Regions from separate parts of the Mus musculus genome. Here region 2 is linked to region 1. Evidence: chromatin contacts called from public Hi-C data. All regions are on one chromosome and are shown on one strand. The core of a region is the stretch at or near the end of the contact, and the rest is flanking DNA. Distances in the headings are between cores, read along the strand shown.

The links. A called contact is a pair of places that touch in the nucleus more often than the background predicts.
Region 2: a contact with region 1 is called in a Hi-C map of rod photoreceptor, with 2.7 times the contacts expected there. The contact joins two enhancer-like sites. A contact is called at or near these places in 1 of 15 datasets of contacts at CTCF or cohesin (the NIH/3T3 cell line), 4 of 484 Hi-C or Micro-C datasets (embryonic stem cells, granulosa cells, pre-hematopoietic stem cells and 1 more) and 1 of 115 datasets of contacts at active chromatin or transcription factors (embryonic stem cells).

What each region holds. Positions count from the first base shown.
Region 1 is chr12:52,347,986-52,354,104 of GRCm38.p6, reverse strand. No RefSeq gene overlaps it. Among named protein-coding and RNA genes, the nearest start is that of Gm40423, 10 kb to the left of the region's middle. Within about 2 kb of position 3,639, at least 1 of the 459 cell types and tissues checked has an H3K27ac peak or open chromatin away from gene starts, as enhancers often do. A contact at or near this core is called in rod photoreceptor, where this site is marked.
Region 2 is chr12:52,635,493-52,641,611 of GRCm38.p6, reverse strand. Gm35239 (a long non-coding RNA gene) reads right to left here. Exons shown (of 7, transcript XR_001780617.2): 4 at 1,581-1,670. Among named protein-coding and RNA genes, the nearest start is that of Gm23296, 34 kb to the right of the region's middle. Within about 2 kb of position 3,566, at least 55 of the 459 cell types and tissues checked have an H3K27ac peak or open chromatin away from gene starts, as enhancers often do. A contact at or near this core is called in rod photoreceptor, where this site is marked.

The DNA of each region.
Region 1 (6,119 bases), core at 2,390-4,889:
TTCTGCTGCTTCTATGGTGACACCATTTACATATCTCAAGTGATGAGTCACAAAAAGGGGCCATATGCTTATAGCACATACTATGTGGGTTTCTAATCCTATTAACTAAGACATGGGCAATTAAATAAATTCTTATTCACTAAGTTGGAAATGCTAAATAACTATCTTGTTAATGAAGCATCAAATTTAAGCAATGGAATACCTAATGATTTTACCAGACTTTGAAAACTGATTTTATATAGGACGGTGGCTGAGTGCAAAAGAAAGCCCATTCCTCAGCTGCCATTTCAAAGGCAGCAGGGTGAGAGCGAGGACTGGGAAGCAAAGACAGAATGTGCATAAGTATAAAACTAGCTAAGGGACAGTAGACACAGTAAGCTACACAAAACCTACTCTGATGATCACAAATCTACAATGCGCATATAAGCCATGCATTTAACATGAATAGCAATGTCAGCTAATATCTACAACATAATTCTTCTGTTCAGGCTTTGATCAGAAGGCTAATGGTTAAGAAGAATATTCTGTCTCAATATGAAGATAAACCTTCAGAGTTGATTTGTTGAGTATGTCTCCTTAATCTAGTATACAAAAGTAATGAAATCAAACACTTCTCCCTATTAACACAATACGATGCTATTAGCCTTTAATTAAACCGCCATGTCTGGAAGTAGGAAGGTAAGAGGGAGTGCAGTGAACTAACTTGGCCAAACATTTTCCCCTAAAGACTTTAGCCAGGTATTGAATCATTACTTGAAATAATATCAATAATATTAATAAAACTAAATTATCAAGGTGCATCTTGTACTTATCCATCTTATAAAATATTTCCAGAAGATTGATATTTGTTCTAGTTAAGTGAGCAAACAAATTGCTTTTAAATTGACTGCGTCAAAATTCTTTTAAAACTGTGACAATCCTAGGATTAGCTTAATTTCCCGTGCCTATATGGATGGTCCCAAGACAGGGAAATCAGAAGCAATCTTCTTGGTTTCTTGTTGAAAGCTAGTGCTCTAGGCGTAAAATTTACATTTATTTAACTTCCAAGTGGGACGTCTCAATCTACAGTCAAAGTAGATGTGAAGTGGGCAAGCAAAAACCAACAAAAACAAAACTCTGTCCGTTCACAGAGACAGCTGTAAAGGGGCCCCACAGTTTACCACTGCCTTCCAGTGAGTTCCCATTCAGTACTAAGGAGCAAAAGCTGGAAAGCCTCCTCTAAATGTGCTGCCCCAGCAAATTTTTGCCTAGGAGATGCCAACCTGGCTTCAGGAAGTACATTGGCTCAAGGACCAGACACAGCAGTCCTAGAGCTGCCCATCTAAAACTGCCTCAGGGGACCTTAGTCAGAGGCAGACAGCAAGCAATTCAATAGAAAGGCATCAGACCAATTTGTTTTCCAAGTTTAAAAAAAAAAATACTGCTGATATTACAGTCTCAAAGAATCCTGAGACTGGGCCATCTGGAGTCTCAGTGTGGCCTGCTTCTAATTACAACAGGAGATCATGGGGGTACTGAGGTCAAAAGGACCTGCAGGGTCTTCTGTGGAAGGGCCAGTATCACTGTGTGATCTGTGTCCTTCCTGATGATGAGCCTCCCTTCAGGGGCACTTTTGGAAGGCAGTGTCTCAGTGCCTGGTATAAACTGACATTTGTTGGCATGTATTGGAACTCATAGTCTTGTAAGAGCCTCTGGGAGCCATTTCAGCAGTCATGGGGAAGTTTAAAAGAAAATCCTTTTGCTTGAAATTGATGTCCATGGCCTTCCTTAAGCATTAGCTCTTCAGTCCAAATGAACACATGCCTATTCGTTGTCTCTATCTGACTAAACACAGGTGATTCAAGCAAGACAAAGTAGTGGACACACATAATTAAACTTCACGCGTAAGGATGAGTGTTGTGTCTACACAATCCTTTGAAACTCGCTTCTGGGTTAGCAGTGTTGCTAAGCAAGAGGGTGTTTGCCTATTAGGCTAAGAGTTCAATTCCCAGTACCATGAAAAAAGGACACTACGATCAGTGAAGATAGAATCGTGGGGTGGAGTATCAAGACCCAAGTTTTCATCCCTCTCACCTATGTAAAATCTGGGCATGGGTTGGGGCACCCACAGTCCCAGCACTGAGGGGAGGAAGAAGACAGGATGATGCTGGGGACTTGCTGACCAGCCAGGCTAGGAGACAGCAGACTCCAGGGGTAGTGAGAGACCCTGGGTTAAAAAATAGAGCATTATAGAGGAAGACAGCAGACATAATTTCTGGCCATCACACACACACCCATTCACCCAAGCTTCCATTAAAAGTATTTTTCTCTTTTCCATAGAAATATAAACCCTTCTGTTAACAAAACTGGAAGGAAATAGGTGAACCCTACTGAGCAGAGCTGTGCTGGTTGAAGGACGATGCAGGAGGGCAGAATGTTGGTTGCTGGTCTTCCTCTATTCCCTTTAGAGGGTCTAGAAACACTTCTGTGGAGCTCCAACACCCTACCCAACACTGTAAAAAGCAGGGCTGATTGGATGTGGAGTAGTGGAGTTAAATAGCAGGTATAGCAACCACATGCAGAATAAGGGCATTTAAGTCAGATCTCCAAAATGAATAAGGTTAGGAAACTGGAGCCAACACAGCAGCCAGGTCCCTTAGCCAGCACAGATAGTGGTATTAACTGAAGCCATGATGGACAGGGAGAATAATAATATGAATGTTACACCTAGGTATTTGCATGTTTCCTGAAGGAAACATTAGCTACTAGATGCTCTGAGAGGGATGGTGAGGTTTGAGTTAGGAAGGTGGGTATAGGGGTGATACTCATGGGTGCTGCAGAGTGGAGCAAAACCACAGAGCTCAGTATGAGGGTGTCACAATGGGAGAGATGACAAGAGCTTTCTGGGAGGAGTTTGTGTGGTGAGGGATTTATAAGAGTACTTTGCTAGTGAAAAGGAAAATTCTAAGATACTGATAATATATCTTGTTCATTTATTTATTTGGCAAATACTTGCTGAGAATCTATCATGTGCCAGGTACAATTCACAGATGGACAAGAATAATTTTTGCCTGCAAGAAGGTTACAGTCCTATCAATGAGACCAAGGGGTAATTAGGCAATTAAGGGGACAGTGAGCAGAAGGTAACACCACAGAACCACATTCATGATGGCAGGAGATCAGAGGAGAGTAGGAGGCTCTCTCCACGGCTCCCTTTCCTTTCAACACCCTTCTAGCATACATTCCCTGAGGTAGGGACCAGAAAAGGAATGACAGAATTTCTAGGTTCCTTGCAGCATCATGTATGGACCTTGCCAATGCCAAGCAGTAGAAAAGACTGGAAGACTGAGCCAACCAGTGAGAAACTGAGCCCATTGTCCATTCAGGCTGTTGACTTTTCAGTAGTGGTAGTGCCAGTGCCTAGGCCCCAGCTCTGGGTACCATGCTGATGAAGACCTTAGCAGAGGCCATGTGAACTTCTCCCTTCATGCCTTCTGTGTTTTCTAGAGTTCCAGTTGTGGCAGAGGCATATGCCCTTGGTGGGCAAGCTCTGCAGTGTGAACTTGGGAATTGCTCTTAGAAGCTGCCTTCAGCCGTCCCACACTTGCAGTGATTTTATGGGCACCTAATCCTCCCCACTGACTGGCTTTTCTTAAAGCTAGCTAAGCAGTTGCAGCTGACTGCTGTTAGCTTTGACTAATCCCTAAGTGAATCAAAGGGCCAGTTAGTGCTAGCTGGAGGTGGTCAGGAAAGGCTTCTAGGAAAAGATACAGCTTGGATGGCTCTCGAAGGATGCATGTAATTCAGACAAGCGGAGAAGCAGGAAATACATAGTCCAGGCAAAGCCAGGAAGGTAAAGAAGGGAGTGAGGCATTCAGAAAGCTGTCTGGGGTTTACTAAAAGGCCCAGCAGAAGGGCAGACAGGTGTGCATTCCTCGGAGCCTGTATTAGCCAAGCGTGCGGACTTTTATTCATGGAACTTACTGGAACTTGTAAGCCAAGAAGCAATATAAGCATATTTGCATGCTTAAAAGACAAGCTTGCAGAGCTGTAAAATAGAGGCAAGCATAACTGGAGCTGGAGCACATCTGAAGAAGACGGAAATGATCCTAGCACAAACCACCAAATTAAGGAGACTGGCGCGATGGATGTCTCACTGGTTAAGAGAACTTGCTGCTCCTGTTGACTCTTGTCAAGGACTTGGGGTCATCCGTGTATGGAGTGGAAACTAAATCCACCTTTGGTTCCAATGTTTCTGTCAATGGGATTTTATTAATTAGTAATAATAATATGGGTTTGTTACAGTATTGGTTTACCTTAACAAGTATACTTAACTTCTCTAAACTCCAGCTGCCTTTTCAGACAATTCTAGTATCAACCTTCATGGTACTGTTAGAAAAGAATTAAAAGAGAACCCACAATTGAGTCAGTATAACAGAGTGAGCCCAAGGTGTGTACATAAAACCTCCTGAGATATTATAGACGTATCAGTTATCTAAGTATTACTCTATAACAGGATATTTCTGTTATTTCTACTAGAAAGCATAATTCTGGAACGAACCCCCAAGGATGCAAATCTTAGACTTTAGTGATCTGTTCGTTCTGCGTGCAGATAAGTTAATAGTATTTTATGTCTTAGGCAGCTAGTCAGTGCCCATAATTCAAATTATGGAGATGTGAGGGCCTCTACTACACTCTCATTGTAAACCATGGTGGGAAAGACACAGGGACGCAGTTCACAGACTTCTTTGATGTTTTCTCTGAATTACAACTTAGTGTTCACTCTCTAGGCAGGAGTGGATCACTTAGCCTGGGATGCAGCATGCGGACTAGTACTATAGAACCCATGTTGGAGGCTCACACACTCTCAGCTTGTGTGCACTGACGTCTGCGCTCTCACTTGTCCTGGGAAAATGTCTCACCACAGATGTATCTTGGGATGAGCAGGCTGGCTCTACCTTTCCCTCAGGCTTCCAGCAAAAGGAAATGATGGACCTGTGTATCTAACTGTCCTTATTCAGTGCATAGCCATTCTTTGTACCGCCTTTTCAATTAGAAAGGGTGACCACATGTGGTATACTCACCAGGCAACAGATAGTACACAAATGAAGATGACTTTGGGGTATATCTCCAGGAGTGGTGTACCTGGGTCCTGGGGTAGAATTATTCTCAATTTTCTGAGAAACCACCAAACTGATTTCCAAAGTGCTTGTACAAATTTGCACTCCTACCACCAATGAAGGAGTGTCCCCGTGCTCCACATCCTTGTCAGCATGAGCTGTCACCTGAGGTTTTGATCTTAGCCATTCTAGTCGGTGTAAGATGGAATCTCAGAGTCATTTTGATTTTCATTTCCCTGATGACTAAGTGCATTGAACATTTCTTTAAGTGCTTCTCAGCCATTCAAGATTCCTCTGCTGAGAATTCTGTTTACATCTGTTAATTGGGTTATTTGGTTTGTTGATGTCTAATTTCTTGAGTTCTTTATATATTTTGGATATTAGTCCTCTGTTAGATTTAGGGTTGGTGAAGATGTTTTTACATTCTGTAGGCTGCCATTTTGTCCTATTGACAGTGTCCTTAGCCTTGAAAAAGCTTTTAAGTTTTATGAGGTCTCATTTTTATTAACTGTTGATCTTAGTGCCTGAGCTATTGGTGTTCTGTTCAGGAATTTCTCTTCCATGCCAATGATTTCAAGGCAGTCCCCCACTTTCTCTTCTACTAGATTAAGTGTGTTTGGTTTTACGAGGTCTTTGATCCACTTGAGCTTGGACAGGGTGGTAGATAAGGTTCTATTTGCATTCTTCTATATGCAGATATCAGGTTATACCGGCACCATTTGTTGAAGATGCTTTCATTTTTCCATTGTATGGTTCTGGCTTCTTTATCAAATACCAAGTGTCCATAGGTATGAGGGTTTATTTCTGGGTCTTTGAGTCTATTCCATTTAGAGGGCATAAGGAAGGGGCCCTTTACATGGGTGTGGATAAGCAAGCCCCAAGATAATATCCTAAATACAGCAACAGTGACTGGCCCAAGGCTTGAAGGACACTGAGGAAATCCAGACAGGAGAGAAGCCTGTGGAGACGGCTGTGCTAAATAATAAACACCTGGACTCTCTCCTGGGATCTGCATTTGTT
Region 2 (6,119 bases), core at 2,317-4,816, 290 kb before region 1:
CTCAGTGCTAGCAGTGGAGCAGAGTAAGGAGACTGAACCCCTGCTGATGGCAGCTGAGCCCAACAGCCTGGGAAAGCTGCTTTCTTGGCAGCATACTGCTATCAGGCTGGATAGTTTCAGACATAAGTCAGGAAGTCAGAAATGTATCAGTTCTAAGCTCCATTCACTTGCTATGTAAACTCTCACGTTTTTAAAATACCTGTATGTCAATCCTACAGGACTGGAACAGCCTATGGGAAGAAAGCTTATTTCGTCTCACCATTTCAGAAGTTTTGTTCTCTTGTCATAAGGACACATGGCGGAGGTCATGGTGTCAGGAGTGTGTAGCAGACAATTGTTCACAGGGCAGTAGACCATGAGAAGAGAACTTGACTAGAACCAAGGGTGGTATGACCTATGACCTTCAGAGGCCCACACTAAGGACTTATTAGTCCTGCAACCAGGCCCCAAACTCCTAAAAAGCTCCACAGTCTCCAAAATAACACCATGAGCCTGAGGTCAAGTTCTTGCAAAGTGAGGATGTGGAAGCCATTTCAGATTCCGACTGTAACAGCATCTATAAGATGCTTCCCTTACCTGGAAAGCAAAGAACAAACCAACTGAAGAATGAATTACTCACATGACACACTGAGCATACAGAAAGTTGTTGACATTTATGCTTCCGTATGGCCAGAAGATCCATGACTGAGGGAAAGAGAGACAAGAAAACACCTCCTCCCATGTTAAGATGGAAGCATACTTACTCTAGCCACTCAGTTTAGTAGGTATTTCGAAAGACAAGTGGGATGGCAGGACTAAACCCCACAGGGAAAGAAACACATATGGGGTCACTAACAGAAGACTGTGACCCGGGGAAATAAAGGTGCAGCTTCCGTATTTGTCTTCTTCCTAATCTTCCTAGGGAATTCACAGTTCCCGTTGTTGTTGAAACTGGGATTTTAAGATGTAAGTGATGTTGAGATGCCATCAGCTCTTTAATACAAGGAAGACTGAAGAGAAGGGAAGAATTCCAGGTAATACAACTTGGCATGACTTTGTTAACAGGCCAAGTTCTATCTGGTCACCTGCTAAAGAAAACCATCATTACATTGGCTCTGTTTATTGTGAGGGAGTCATGCATGGCACAGCTCCCCTGTAGAGGTCAGAGGGCTCCCCTATGGAAGCCAGTTCTCAGCTTCTACCATTTGGTTTCGAAGGTGAAACTTAGGTCGCCAGACTTGGAGGCGAGTGCTTTTACCTGCTGAGCCTTCTCCCCAGCCCCTGCCTGGTCACCTTTAGCAAGAGAGGATTTAGAGCAAATTAATTCTATCAGCTCTACCACTGGGGTGAGATGGGTAGGAAAATACCCATCTTTATCAAAATTTTGGCTACAAGGCAACCCCTGCAAACTTTTGTTTCTGTTGAATTTTTTTTCTTCACTTTAATGCCTTTCTTTGAAAATATTTAAAAGTCTAAAATATTTCCCAGATGATACAGATCTGCTGAGTTCTCAGCTAAGTTGCAAAAGCTTAATGAGATCACTTCTTGAACATAATTGTAACAGTGTGTCCCATGTATGTAAATCGGGGGTCCTTCTTTACCTTCTTCATGTGGCCTTGAGGGTACAACTTCTGTGTGTGTCCATAAGACTCCAATCTCTGAGATTCTGATGGCTTCCGGTTGTTCAGAAACTGTTATCAATAACAAACAAACAAAAACCCATTTATTCCTTGGGACCATCTATTTACAATGAAGTCACCTTGTGACTTTCTGGATTAAGTACAAATTTTCTCAGCCCCCACCTACTCCGATCACATCATCTACCCTCTTTAAAGTTAATTTTAAAGTAAGTTTTAATTCAGGTTTTCTCTACTACCAATTTTCAGTTCTGGTTACATGAAGCCACCTACCATACCTGCCTCAGCCAGGGTAGGTCTTCTTTTTTCCCCTTTTAATTGTCACAGGTTGCCTGAATTAAAGCTTCAAAACATTTGGGGGAAATTCATAATGATATTCCTTAATAATAAAGTCAGTTTTATTCATTTAGTAGCTATTATTTTTTCAGCTAATCATAGATATTAAAATGCTGTACTCCTGTGTAAAAAATATTTCCAAAGCATTGTGTGTTTGAGAAATTTCAATAGGGCGACAAAGCTGGGCCTCCACACCCTGTCCCAGTTGCTTTGAGGGCCTGGCTGCCAAAAAAATCTAAGTTTTCCCCATGGGAGGAGCATACACACATCCATCCAGGAAGGGCATCCTCCTGCCAGAACTCCAGAGAAAGTAAACGACCTGAAGGACGGTGAAATCAGGCCAAGCATTTACTACAGACAAGATCCGTCTAGGAAGCAGCGACCCAGTTAGTGAGGAGACGCTACCCTCATTCCACTGTGCTTTTATTTTTGTGTTCCTATGTGGGTCACAGCACAGAAAATTCTATGGCGAATTTTCCAGGGAAAAGATGGAAGTCACAACTGAGAATTGTTGACCCCACTTTTTTTTCTCACAAGTTGTCACATGAAAGAAAAGCTGAGACCATAGGGTTTAAAAACTGTGCTTGCCCAAATTTGGAGATTTTATAGATCGGGAAACATTTGCAAGGAGTTTGATTTATTGCTACTAACATTTTCTTTGGCCAGGAAAATGAACATTTTTAATTCTTGTCACCAAAATTCCTTCCCTGAGAAAGATGTAAATGTCTACCCTACACACACCCCAAATCTCAATGACAAATCAAAGTTTGGAGTCCACTAAATTTGACCTCAGGGGACCAGAACGTTGATGGGACTTATGTGTACAGCATGAGTAAAGGGACACTGACAGCAGCCCCAAAGCAGCCACACCGCAAAGTCTTCACGCAACATGGATGGTGGCTTCCTCATAGCTGCTGGATGGACACTCCCTTCCCTAATCTACCCCAGCTTGTATGCCTCAGCCTTTCCCAGACGCTGAGGCCACATGCAATTAGAGCAGAACTGTTTGTAAACGACTGGGGAAAGTGGCCGGACGCACTACTGAGAGTTCAACGACTATCCATCACTTCTAGGAAGTGATGACAACAGCCCTCGGTGGTGCACGCTAGCAATGGGTAAGGCTTATCTCAGGAAGGCTGCAGCAGTTTGTCTAGAGGATGGTACTTTACGCCTCTGATCTGCATCACTTAATAAGAAGCCGTGTTGGCACTCAGGAGTAGGGAGACTATAATCCTTACAGAGAGAAAGAGGCTATATCTTTTCTCAGTGGGTCAGTTGGCCCTCCTGCTTACGTAGTGCCTAACTTGGATTAGATATTTTGTTTTGTGTTCACTTTAAACCAAAGCAAACAGGGAACACCAGGCAACACACTGGATCCCTGGCGTTCTGAAGCTTGAAGATGATGTGAGGACCCTTCGCGAAGCAGCCCAGGCCTGAGCTGGGAGAGCGAGCTCAACACAAGTCAGAGGAGAAATCCCTGTGGGGTAACCAGCTCCCAGCCTGTGAGAGTCGATAGGAAACCAACCGCACAGAGACTGTAGGCTTTATTATCTGCCAGCCTTGGGAGTGGGCCCGGGTGGAGAGGAAGAGGGCCCAGAACTGCACCAGCTTCTTTGCTTCTCAGCTCTCAGAACTTGCTGAGCCCTTTCCAGCAGGTGGCAGAACACTCACATAGAAAATTCCAAAACCACCCAGCTTTTTTTTTTTTTTTTTTTTTTTTTTTTTTTTTTTTTTTTTTTTTTTTTGTCTCTCAGAGGTCCTTGGTATCAGTTCTTTAAAAGTTAGCGGGGCTAAGGGTGTGCTTAGCAAGCACGAGTCTCTGAATTCAATCCCCAACGTGAAAAACATTTTTTTTTTGTAAATGCCCGATGTGTTGGAAAGGATTCTGCATATTTTAAAGCCGCACTCACACTCCACCCTACAATCCTGGTTACATGATACTTTGGTTTTCACAGAGAAGCAGAAACTGCAGGAAGAAGCATAACACAAGGAAACCCTGGATGATCAACTGCAAAGGCTTGGATCAATACCATCTCCGTGTTAGAAACCCAGCGCGTAGCTTCTGCATTGAAAACAGCACTAGTCCCAACAGAAGCTTTCACTGTCATCTGTCACCTGTGTTTGTGGAGATGCAATTATAGTATATATAAAAAAAATCATCCATGGACTTGGCATTGCCTCTTTTTAAGGAGAAAAGCTGTGCAGTTGTCAAAGTTACACAGGAGAACCACCATAATTCAGTGTCTATTTCAGGTACTACACAAGGCAGATGGCTTGCTTTCTAGGACTAAGGATCTCATTCTGCAGTGCCCTGCCCTGAACAAGAAAGGTAATGGAAAAACATCCCATACAAAAGGAAAACCCACACCATGTAGTTCTTAAAGAAGCCACTGCAACTTAGGAATCGGGACTACGACTGTGAGCTTTGTGAGTAATTTTGAAAAATAATTTGAACTACAAAAGTAAGATTAACTGTGTTTCTCCCAAACATCCAACAATCATATCCACAGTACCACTCTCAGGCCTAAGTAAATGCAAGTCAGGAAATGAACCTGAGGGGTTGGGCAATGGTGGCGCATGCCTTTAATCCCAGCACTTGGGAGGCAGAGGCAGGCAATTTTTTGAGTTCGAGGCCAGCCTGGTCTACAGAGTGAGTTACAGGACAACCAGGGCTACACAGAGAAACCCTGCCTCAGAAAACAAACAAACAAACAACCCCCCCTAAAAAACAGAAAAAAGAAAATGAACCCTAGAATAAAAATCCTAGAAACACTTAGCAGCTTGAATTTGATTATTAGATTCATACTCCCTCTTCATGCTCTCTTCTTTGCTTTTCAGGTTCAGTCTGGTCTTCCCTCATCCCCAAATAATAGGGTCCCCAAGATGTCCTATGCTCTGTACTTTCTCAAATGGTATCTGCCTCCTGAGACAACGTTTCTTATTGCTGGAAAGGACCTGGCAGGAGCCAATGCAGCTGTTTCTATGGGGAGTGAAACTTGACCCTGAGAAACAGAGTCCTTAAAGCCACAGCTCAGCACCCCTAGGGTCAGGATTTACCCCATCATCACCGTCCTGTCACCTCAAGGTTTGTCATCTTCACCATTCAAAAGTACATGGCTCCATCATTCTTTCTTTAGAAAATAGCCCTTTGGTGGACCCGGCATTTGGGATTACACTTTTTTCAGAAGAGACAGGCAGGGCAAGCAGGAGACAACATCTTGAACTATATGGGTACTTTCCATTTGAGGAATCACGCTCTGCCGGTATGTGACTCATGCTCAAAACATACAAACACCAAGGTCTAAGCTGTGGTGAGCTGATCCTTGGCAGCTGAACAAACTGTAAGCTCCATGAGAGTGGGCTCTGTTGTCCCCATTCCCATCCCCTCTGCCTCATCTCTCCATTGCCACCGTCACCACCACCTTCTTTATAGTTCCCTATCTTACTTGGATCTAGAACTTTTCATCAAAACTCTATTACTAGTAAATACCTACCATCCACTGACGCTTTGATAGCCTTTAGTTTATTGTTTGACATCTCTAGAATTTCAATTTAACCACCTTAAGGGGAAAAAGACGTTTGCCCCCATTGTAGGCCTCCAATCTGAAAGATCAGCTGCAAGACCTTTGTGACCAAGCCCTAACCACTCTCTCTGTGCACAGCCAAGTTTTTCAGCCTTTGGAAGACTAGCAAATTGTTCACAAGACCAGCTCCCTTCTCCAGTGACCTACTGATCCCCTCCTACTCTCTGGCTCTTAGCATATGCATTCTTTTCTAAAGTAATCTAAAACCTAACTTCCTGCTACCTTCTTTTTTTCCCAGCTGTCCAGACCTAGAAAACACGATGATATTGCTTATTTAGTTCTGCCTGTGATGCTCAATAAACAACAAGATGCCTGTTTGCCACATCCTGTTCCATCTCACCTTATTAGCTGGAGTTCTATTTTCACCCTGTAACACACTAGGGGTTGCTGTTGCAATATCCAGGTCGAAGGAGCTTCAACGCAGACAAGAGAAGTGAGAGAAGCTTGAGAGTCCTGGAAAACATTCTAGCTAAGACTCTGTCTTTAGAAGATGTGTGCAGCACACAATCCCCGGACAAACCTCTCAAGCAGTACAATGTAAGAGGGTGGCTGAAGATCCCCAAGCTGAACGTTTTCCTGTAAG